2 separate regions of the Dromaius novaehollandiae genome follow, and region 2 is linked to region 1. Evidence: chromatin contacts called from public Hi-C data. All regions are on one chromosome and are shown on one strand. Each heading gives the region's core, a stretch centred on a gene start, on an enhancer-like site or on the middle of the called end of the contact. The rest is flanking DNA. Distances are from core to core; before and after follow the strand shown. Region 1 overlaps SEMA3D (semaphorin 3D). Region 2 has its middle 37 kb from the start of SEMA3A.

Region 1 (5,108 bases), core at 1,780-4,279:
TCCATCAAAGCTCCCTTCCATGTGAGGAAGTGCCTAATTTGTCATTTCACACTCAAAAAGGCGTGAAAGGCAAAAGGGAGGGAGGTTAGATGGAAGAGAGAATGGGGGGGTAGCGACTCGTGAGAAGAGACAGTAGGCCTAATTCTGAGCTTGTGTTTGTTGCTGCAAATCAGGAATAAATTCAATGAAATCATATGGATGTAAAACAGGTAAGAATGAGGCCCAGTGTTTCTGCTTATATATAAAGATTTAGACTCTTAAAACCAAAATATGAAACTAGGAACAAGGAACACTTTACAAATGAAATTATGGTCTATAGCAAATTTCTAACTTACACATTTTATTTACACAAGGACATCTTTTGTTTTATTTAATTATAATAAAATGTATTAATTCCAACAATGCATTTTTTTTCAACTTAAAAATACATAAGACCTTTGGGAGAAAAATCCCAAAGAATACACACATCTGAGGAATGTCTGCTCTGTGTCAAGAGCACTGGTCTCAGCCACTAAGTATGTTTCCCTCATCGTCTTTTCTTTTAGCTTTGTTGTTGTCTTTTATTTTTCTTTCCCTCTGCATAAAATGAAGCTAGCAAAGGGCCAGAGAAACAGTCAGATTAAAACCTTTAGAGAGATAGGAGAGGTGCAGGCAGGAATCCCATTATTTGTTAATAGGATTTGTGCACATACCTCCCACGCATCACTTAGGAAATTTATTTCCAAGCATCTTGGTGGCAGTTTCAATTAGAGTCAACATTTCATTTCAGCAGATGGACTGCAAACTGATGGCTTCTCAAACTCTAATGGATAATGCTTTATAATTTCCCTCTTTTAAACTATGATTACGCTTTCTGCTTTTTGTGGGGAAAATGAATGTTGTCCCTAAGCCAATACTTAATTTGATTTTTTTGCTGAGCCTCTCTATGCTAGCAAACCCCACCCACGAGCCTTTATACAAGCCCAGTGGGTAAAGGGAGGGGAGGGCATTTTGCAGATCTGTCACACATTTCTACAGTGCTTCTTGTTCAGAAAGATGCCAAAGAACTACAAATACATCTGTCCTCCTCTGAAACATAGCCACCTCTGGGGTGGAACATGGCAGCAAGTATTAACATGGGAACACGGACACTAAATCCTATGTGAAAATTATGTAAGAAGAAGTACAGAACACAACTCATGTAGCCTCAGGCTATCCAGAAATTAGCTAAAGTGTACATCTTTTGTTCTTAATGAATGCATTTGAAATTATTGCCTGGTGTGTGGTACTCCAATAAGGAACATCTCATTTGGTACTGTATCCCGTGATCTGTACAATCTTGTACAGATTAATAGTGATGGTGAGTTATCTGATTTCAGTAAGAAGCAATATTAACTCATACGCAAGATGCACAAAACCATAACACAGTATTTTTTCTTCTTTTCATGGAAAATGTCCTTTCTTTAAATAGAATTTCCAGACTATGTAGATGGTGGCCGGGCAGGCTCATGGTGCCTTCGGTTTCGCTTTTTCTTCATCTCCTGCACGTGCTTCCACTTGGCCCCACCTTTGTTCCGCTGCCGCCGCTTCTCGCGGTGCCACATCTGTTCACAGTACTCGTCCAGGCTGAAGCTGGGGCTGCTGACCAGCTGGATGTAATCCTTGTACCTCAGCCGTGACTCGGTGAGCAAATCCCTCACCCGGCCCTCCTCGTCCTCAGTCTTCTGCGTGCTTTCCATCTGTCCGTTCTCAATGATGTTTAAATTCAGCTTCACAATGGTGTGGATGAAGGTGTGCTCCTGGGCTTTGCAGTAATAGGCTCCCGCATCCCTCCTTTGCAAGCTGCGGATCAGCAGCCCGTGCTCTGTTTTAATGATCCTTTCGTCAGCCTTTAGCTGCATGGTCAAAGAAGAACACAACACATTAATTTCACTGGGAAAAGCAGAAAGTGTGTCACTGCCATGTTGAGCTGGAGGAAAGGCACAGCCGGCACACGGCACATTCTGCCCCTCGGTTGCCAGCACGGATGGTGTATGTGAACCTCAGGCAGACACCGTGCGATCCCTCCTGTTTTGGAGTGCTGCTCCTAATTATAGCATCTCTATCAGTAACATTTCAGCATGCATTGGCAAAAGATACAAGCTGCAGAGCTGAAAGGACACCACCACTCAGCAGACCAAAACACAGAAAGCTAGACTACATTCTCCATGGCAGGGTAGGCTTTCAGTGCCCACAAATCCCAATCATTTTTTAACTCATGAAGCAGAGGCTGTTTTTCTTGAGCTATTTGTACTGCACCCAATATATTCAGGTCCTTGTATATATCTGATACGTTGAGGCGCTACTACATTTCCAATAACTCCCCCTCCCCCTCCTCCTCCTACTGATTTTTTAAAGTCACTTGTTCTGATTCTGCTTCAACTGGGCTTTGTAAAAGTGAGTGGATGATGGCTTTGACTCACTGGGACATGATTAAAAACACTCAGTAAGACTAGAAGACTACAACCCAACACAGCTCTTCAATTCTTTCTTTTTCACAGACCTTAAAGCCAAAACAATGAACTTACGGGAAAAAATAAAAGTAAATGTATAGGAAAGAATGTACGGGCAAAGAAAAAAATGAGATTTCAAGTGAGGGCTGAGATCTGTCAATGTGGAACCACACTTCGGTTTACAAATGGAAATACTTCTGAAAATATATCACAATATCTCGTTAAAAATAAGGTGCATCTTAGAGCAATAATACTGTCAGGCAAATTACATATCTCGAGATCTGAAAATGATTTACGATATAACCTAACTCCCACAAAACAACCAGGATGGAGCACCAGGCACCCAAATACTTCTGCAGCTGGAGAACACAGAAAGTAAGTGATTTGCCAACATCCATACAAAGATTAATAGCAGAGGTGGAAGTAGAAATGAGAGCCTTAACTGCCAGTGTCTTCTTCTAACACCAGTCTTTGCTTTGAAAATGATCCTGTTCTAGCTGAAAGCTGTCACCTTGGGGCGTGCTATGTTCTGCTGCCACGCAGAGGCTGCAGCGCCGAACAGCACTGAACGGACCTGGAGTGCAGCTTGATTAGCCCACATTAAAGCCAGTACTTTAAATACAGCACCAGCACTGCTGGTGGTATTGTTATAATGTACAAAAACTTCAGCACAAGGCGGAGGGCTCAGTTTAAACAGGGGGAGGGAGCAGAGAAACTCAGCGCAGATTCTGGAAAATTTCCCAGGGTGCACATCTGACCCTCCAGCCAACTTCAGAGGAGGAAGATCAGGGAGGCATAAAGATGACTAAATTAGATTTATTCACAGTGGGTAAGCTACACACTGCTTCTTTATGTAAAAAATCTGCACATGATTCCCTCTCCTACTCCATGAGAAAAGATGTGTGTGTGTGTGTGTGTGTGTGTGTGTGTAGTGTATATATGAGATAAGATTCTATGGTAACTATTTTGTAATTGCTAAATAATTTTAGAGACCATTTCTAGATCACTAGAGAAAGCAATACACACATGGATATATAAATAATACATGCAGAGAGGGGGGCGTTTGGCTTCCTACTGCATCTACTGTAACAGTCTTGAGTAATGTATAAATAGACAGATAGACAGACAGACAGATCCATTCCTATGTACTACCATTGATCTGACTGTATCAGAGATGAAAAATCAACTAATCAGAGATGAAAAATGAACTACTATGAAAGCCTGTGTTAGGACACTGCTCTGGCAGCCTGGTTCTGTGGCCAAGCATTTGGTTCCTGCCGCCAGTTGACAGCATGGGGTTGCCCCTCAGCTTTAGTTTCCTTAATTGTAAACTGTATATAACCATGCCTACTGGCACCGGCAGCATGAAATCTTGCTAATTTCAGCAAATTCCTGGAAAATGGATTATCTTCTGACAACAGGTGCTACGTGAGCACAAGCTAGTTTTGATTTACTACACTGAGTTTAAACCAGAGAACTCATGGTCAATACGCAAGCACTCACACAGACGATAGCAGGCGGACAGAATAGAAAAGTTCACTTTTCCATCTCCAGAAGCTACAGCATAGGGCTGTAGTTCTCAATTTTAACAGCTAGTGACACTTCATTCAAAGTAAAACTCTCTGTTCCTTTCTTATGGCTGCAGCAAATATAGGAGCACAAAAGGTGTTAATGAATCCAAAGATGAGTAGCTGTAGGGAGAAATGTCTAGGATAGGTGTTTCCTTGTGGTGCTGTACTCCACAAAGAGAAGGGAGAGCAGGGCCAGGTGGAAACGCTCAGGTGGGAGCTTTGGTTGTCACCACATGACAGGGAAACCCTTTCCTTCTGCCCAGACTTCCCGCTAATGATGGTGAATCCTACACATCAACATGTGGGGAACTTGGGGAAAAGAAGGATGTGAAGGAGCAGCGGATTCCCAAACATTTGGGTTTCATAAAGCGCTACCAAAGACCCAGTTCCTACAATGTCTGAGTGAAACCAGGACCAATCTCTCCGAGCTAAGGGCTCGATGCAGTTGCACCGGTAGCATCTGTCCGTCCGTGGCTCTGCCAGTATTGTAGTCTAGAGCGGCTCGACAGCTGCGCACCTCCCACACTTGGACGCCCTCCAGCTGGCTGCCGCGGTTGGCTATGTGCTGCTGCAAAGAGCCCCCACTAGCGCTTCGCCTATTTACCAGTGAAAGGATGGAAGAATAATGGGAGATCTACAACAGAAAAGACCACTGGACCCCCAACTCCAGCACCCTGTGACTTGTAACTATTTACCATTGTGCCTTCACTTTCTAGTCTTCAACGTGTTAAGTAACGGAGCTGCCCCTGCTCCGCCTCAGGATACCCCAGAGAAAGCTAACAGACGCTAAATTAGTTGTGTCCCTTAATCCCAGCCCATCATGACTCCTATTTTTAATGAAGCAGCGCTCTTACAGAATGTCCTGTGCTAACCTTGGGTATTGATTTACGGTGACTGTCACCTCCTTCTTCTATGTGGCTTCATTGTTCATTCCTTTCTTATCCTCTGGCAGGATGAAATTATGGCTCCGATTTCACACGTATTGAGCAACACTTCATTATTGTTTCCCCTCCTCACTTCTCTCTTTGGTATCCTGTTTATGTTTTTTTACCCACAGGTTCAGAAC
Region 2 (5,092 bases), core at 302-2,801, 170 kb before region 1:
CTCCTGGTTAATGAGGAACTGAAAAATGTTTTTAGAAGAAAGGCTAAGTCTGCCTGGACCTCCTAAAAGACTTCAAAGAAGACAGCCCATGAGAGCTAATGTTCTGCAAGAAGAGGTGCAGTCTGATGAAGTCTCTTCAATGGAGAAATTATCTCCAAAGGCTGTAGTGTGAAGTATATGGTATGTATAAGGAATGAAACACTGGCAACCCCTTGTCATGAAAGAAGAGCAAATTAGCTCAATATGGGAAAGAGAAAGACAGAAAAAGCATTGTGATTTGAACTTAGTATAAGATTAAAGTAATTTAAATGTACTTTTTCTTGCACTCCTTCACCTCTATCATTTTCACCTCTGTCTTTTTGTAACTGTGTTATCTATTTTGGCTCTTATGAGGAAATTCTTCTATTCACACTTTCCTTTCATCTAGTTGAATTAAGTGTGATTTTTCAGTGACTGGATAATAATAAAGCATTAATTCTCCATGCAAGGTTGTGAAAAATCTTTATACTGGGGCACTGGGACCCCCTAACAAGTACTCCATCTTCCAGCACAGCCTTCAGATTATCTACAGGGTAGTGGACCGCGTTCCTTTTCCATCTCCATTTCAGCGGCATGGGCCAGATGGGGAGCTAACCATAGAAACCTCAAAGCAAAAACATCTCCCCATAACTACTAGAGATTAGGAAGGGTGTCTGGCATGAAGACGACATTGTGCTGCATCTTTGAGCCTCAGCAATCTATAGACAGTTGATTTGTTTCTTTGGTAAATAGGCTTTCTCTCCATTGTTTTTTAAAATTTGATTACTAGCATTATATCCAAAGAAGACTTGGGATTGTATTATGACTGAAACCATAAACTATGCTGTGTTTGCATAACTCCTAAATATACATATATATGCACACATATATTTCAAATTTGTCCTGATTTAATCTGCATTCACCTTTTTCACTATGTGTTATTTTGTAAAAGCTCTGCAGTAACTGAGCAGCTCTCTTGCCTAACAGAAATTAAAGCAGAAATTAAAGTCATAGTGCAAGAATGTATTGTATTGTATGCCCCGGGAGTGAAAAATCCACCAAGAAAGCCACAGTTAATTTAACAGAGCTCATAATATATACTCATTTCTTAGCCGTGGGGACTTGACTTTAAACTGTCTGAAGGTCAAGCATACAGTGCCTGTTACAGAATCCTTCAAGAACATGAGCCACATCCCACATCTGCCACTCTTCACTTAGAACAATTCAGCACAGTTAGGAGCCTCCCCCTAAAAGAAGCTAAAGATAAAGTAAACATGGCAAATGAATTACCCTTCTCCCTCTGGAGAGGTCACGTTCGAGGTTCACTGCTGATGCAAGATGGTGAAGCTTGCACCAGTGCCCACCTGCTAGGGATTAAACAGAGAGCTACAGTCTCCAGTGCAATCAATGCCTGTTCTTTAATGGGCTCTAAATTCATCACCGGAAGCTCTGACAAGCCCATAATCCATTCATTAATGTGTGTTAATATGTGCCCTGTGGAGCTGTCCTAACTTAAAAACAAAAGGCAAGGCATTCACATGTGTTATTTGGAGTGGGATGGAACAGAGAACCCTTAGCGCCATGGAGAGAGAAACGATTGCAGAAAGGGTTTTATTGCGCTTCTCTCAGCATGATGTTTAGAAAATAAAGATCCAGCACATGCTGCAATAATAAAGCAGTTGCTTCTTGGCCAGATCCAGACAGTGCTGTGCAATTGTTCCCTTGACTTATTTCAAATGGATAGGCACATTTTCTCTTGTGTATCACACAGGTGTGCCTGGTTGAAAGATGTTGCAAAGAACAAGCTCTGATCCTCTGTACTTATGGTAATTTGCAAAGGCAAGACATGAAGAAGGTAAAGAACCAGAAAGTTAATGATAAGAATTTACCTCTCTCTCTTTTCAGCCTCACTAGCCAAGAAAATTGACCCAATTATGTACATGCAAAAGGATAGCAGGTGTCTCACTCCACAAGAGACACAAAAATGTTGATGAAGACATCTAAAATTCCTTCACCAGTATGTGAAATCCCTACTTAATCCTGGCAACTTGGACTGTGGCTTAAAGACATGGTCAAATGCTAATTAAAATGATTGAAATTATGAGGACCCTGAAAGAAACCTGCATAGACATAGAGCTGAAAATGAGTGAAATGAGAAATGGATACCAGGACACAGCTCAAATCTGATTGTCATTTTTCTCTAGATCTGGGGAATCTATAAGCTTGCTATTATAGTTTAATAAGGTTGTAATGGTTTGCCTGTGTTTTAATTAAACTCAGCATTTACTGAAGTAGATAGCAATATAAGCAAGTAAAAAACTGTATATACTTACAGGTAATTAGCTATAATTAAATTATATAAAAAAACACAGAAACTTCTTGTTTCTCCATGTAATGGTGACTGCTTTCCTCACATTAAAAAAAAAAAAAAAAAAGAAAAAATTCATTAATATTAGTTTCACTACAGGTTATAAAAGGGATGGAGTTCAAGAGGAAGATCTGCTGAGAAATAACAAATCTTACATCATTTAGGTATCTTCTTCTGCCAATTCTGAATATCATCACCCAAAATAAAACATCACTTTTCATGAAGACTTCCCTCATTTTTAACAGAATTAGTCAGCAAATAATATCAAGAGAAACAGATTAATGATGTCCTTGGAAAAAGCACAAAAGTCTTTTTTTTTTGGGGGGGGGGGATACAAAATTAAGGGAGAAGTGCCAGCTGAAAATGTCATTTATGCTCTTAGTTTCCTACCCTATAACTGAACTTTAATTTATTCCAGCAATTAGCCTCTTACTTTGTGGGGGACAAAACTGCACTGATGTCTATAAAATTTCATGGAAAAGACTTTTGAAAGCCTAAAAAATCATTTTGACAGCTATCCAGCATAGTGTTTAGCTTTTAAAGGAGTCAAAGAAGAACTAGCTCCTCTCAAAGGTCACAATTGTTCTATTTCCAGCTCATCAATTTCCTTTATGACTATGGCTGGTTGAGACAATTTTTCAGGAAAACAAAGAAATCAAAGTGAAGGAAAAAGCTGGCTGTGATTTGAAAGAGGATTTAAACTAGAACCTACTAAATAAAACACACGCAGCAGGCAGTTCAGGTAAGAAATCAATTGAATCATGGTCACCTTCTCTCTCACCATTGACTATCGAGGGAGCCTAGAACAAACAGTGTCCTGAACTGGATGGCTCATCTACATCCCTAACAGCATGAGGGACTTTGGGGACTCGTGGAAACCAGGAATCTAGCAAAAGCAATGAACAATCTCTCTTATTTTCACTGTCTTGGCCTACACATCTAGACACCCTATAATAATGAGTGAAGTATCACCTGTGTTTTCCTACAGTGTTTCCACTGTAAAGAGAAAAGTTCAGGAACACTATAGTACTGCATTTTTATTGCAGCCCCGAAGAATTACCTTAACAAAGTCAATTCTTGCTTTGCTTCACCTCTTTTTGATATCTCTGTCTCAAATTAACTGTAAAGAGTAGCTGTGATGTAGACGGCTCTCCAGTACCCACTGTGTTGAAGACAGATGCGGAGAAATCATTTATCTTCCCTTCAATCTTCTGCTTTTTGACTGGCTTCTCTGTACTCTGGAGGCCCAGCAGGCACTGCTCCACTGTGCACTATCTCTGAGCTGTCAGAACAATTTCCTTGTCTTTATTTCCTCAGGTTTTTCTTCATTTTTCCTCTTGGACTTCTTAATTGTCCTTTATACCTTACCTTTTAGATCTTACGTTCCTCCATGTTAGCACCATTACTTTCCAGTATTTAAACTGGGCTATGTAATCTCTCACTCTTGCCCTTATAATTTTGATATTTAATTCTTTTGAGTTTCCTTTCAGTTCATTCATATACAATTATTCTGAGATATGTAATGATTTCATGTCTTCTCTGAGCAGCTTCCATTTTGATTCTCTGGATTTTCATTTCCTGAATTTTGCCTTACTTATTTTTTAAAAATAAGCTTTTTTGGAATTTTGGTATCATAAACTTGACTGATCGCATGCTTTTGTAGTGCAAGTCAGTATTGACTATATTTATGGTCCCTGTTTTTAATAGGTTAATCCATCTTATAATATATTGAACAAAAGTTGGTATCTCGCTCAAGTTTAAATCAAGATTAATTTTCCTCAGGCATTCAGAGTGAACTGTTCAACCAAAACCGTAGACTAGCATTCCAACAATGTTCTTTTCTTATTTTGTAATTAATCAAAACACGGATTATGCTTATGAATGATTAATTTAGAATATAAAGATGACCCAACTTCAGACAAGCCATGAAGTGTAAGAATCAAGCCTTGATCTCTCTTGCTATCAAAAAGGACAGTGAGAGAGTTAATCTCTGGGGCAGGTATGGCCCAAATTATTTAAAGCTTTGATGACCAAAATCAGCACCTGGTATCAAAACAATGAATAGTGACATTCATGTTGTTTAGCCTCTTTCTTCCCAGGTTCACACATTTGCTTTTGTGGGTCTCTCATCTCTGAGAAAATTTCTCATCTCTGAGAAAATTTCTCTTCTCCGAGAAAACAATCAGTGAACAAAAATTTTAAATGAGTGATACAGTCAAATGAAAGATACAGTCAATGGATTATTAAGAGAACTCAGATGACTGCTCTGGCCGTAAGATTTTTTTTTTAAGTGACATGCATCTTTAAACAAAATAAATAATGATATTTCATTACTCTACGGTCTGTATTAACAACAGCATAAAACTTGTGTTGTATAAAACCTACCAGAACTCAATAATGACTTTGTTATCTCTTAGCAATGAGCAGAAATGTAAGCTGATAAAGACATCCATAATTATTAAGGCTTACTGTTTTATTTTTTTTTATTTTAGATGGCATTGTGTTAGTTAAAATGAATCTATTTAATCCTGCACAAATATTTCTCAGCAAAATCACCGTCCAGTGCCAACAATTCTCTGCATAAACTGGCCTGATACTGCTTGGACTGGCTGTTCTTCAGTAGTGTTGGAGGATAAATTCGTTGCTATATATATTTATATACAGACATGATTTATTTCCTTGGCATTTTTTAAAGTTGTTTGGCTT

What was found. Hi-C and Micro-C count contacts between places; a contact is called where the count stands out from the background.
Region 2: a Hi-C map of liver shows a contact between it and region 1, with 18 times the contacts expected there. The contact joins two enhancer-like sites. A contact is called at or near these places in 2 of 4 Hi-C or Micro-C datasets (brain and liver).

What each region holds. Positions count from the first base shown.
Region 1 is chr1:5,910,737-5,915,844 of bDroNov1.hap1, reverse strand. It overlaps SEMA3D (semaphorin 3D), which reads right to left. Exons shown (of 18, transcript XM_064504907.1): 18 at 1-1,874. The coding sequence ends at 1,461. Among named protein-coding and RNA genes, the nearest start is that of SEMA3D, 140 kb to the right of the region's middle. Within about 2 kb of position 3,029, at least 2 of the 2 cell types and tissues checked have open chromatin away from gene starts, as enhancers often do.
Region 2 is chr1:6,077,385-6,082,476 of bDroNov1.hap1, reverse strand. No RefSeq gene overlaps it. Among named protein-coding and RNA genes, the nearest start is that of SEMA3A, 37 kb to the left of the region's middle. Within about 2 kb of position 1,551, at least 1 of the 2 cell types and tissues checked has open chromatin away from gene starts, as enhancers often do.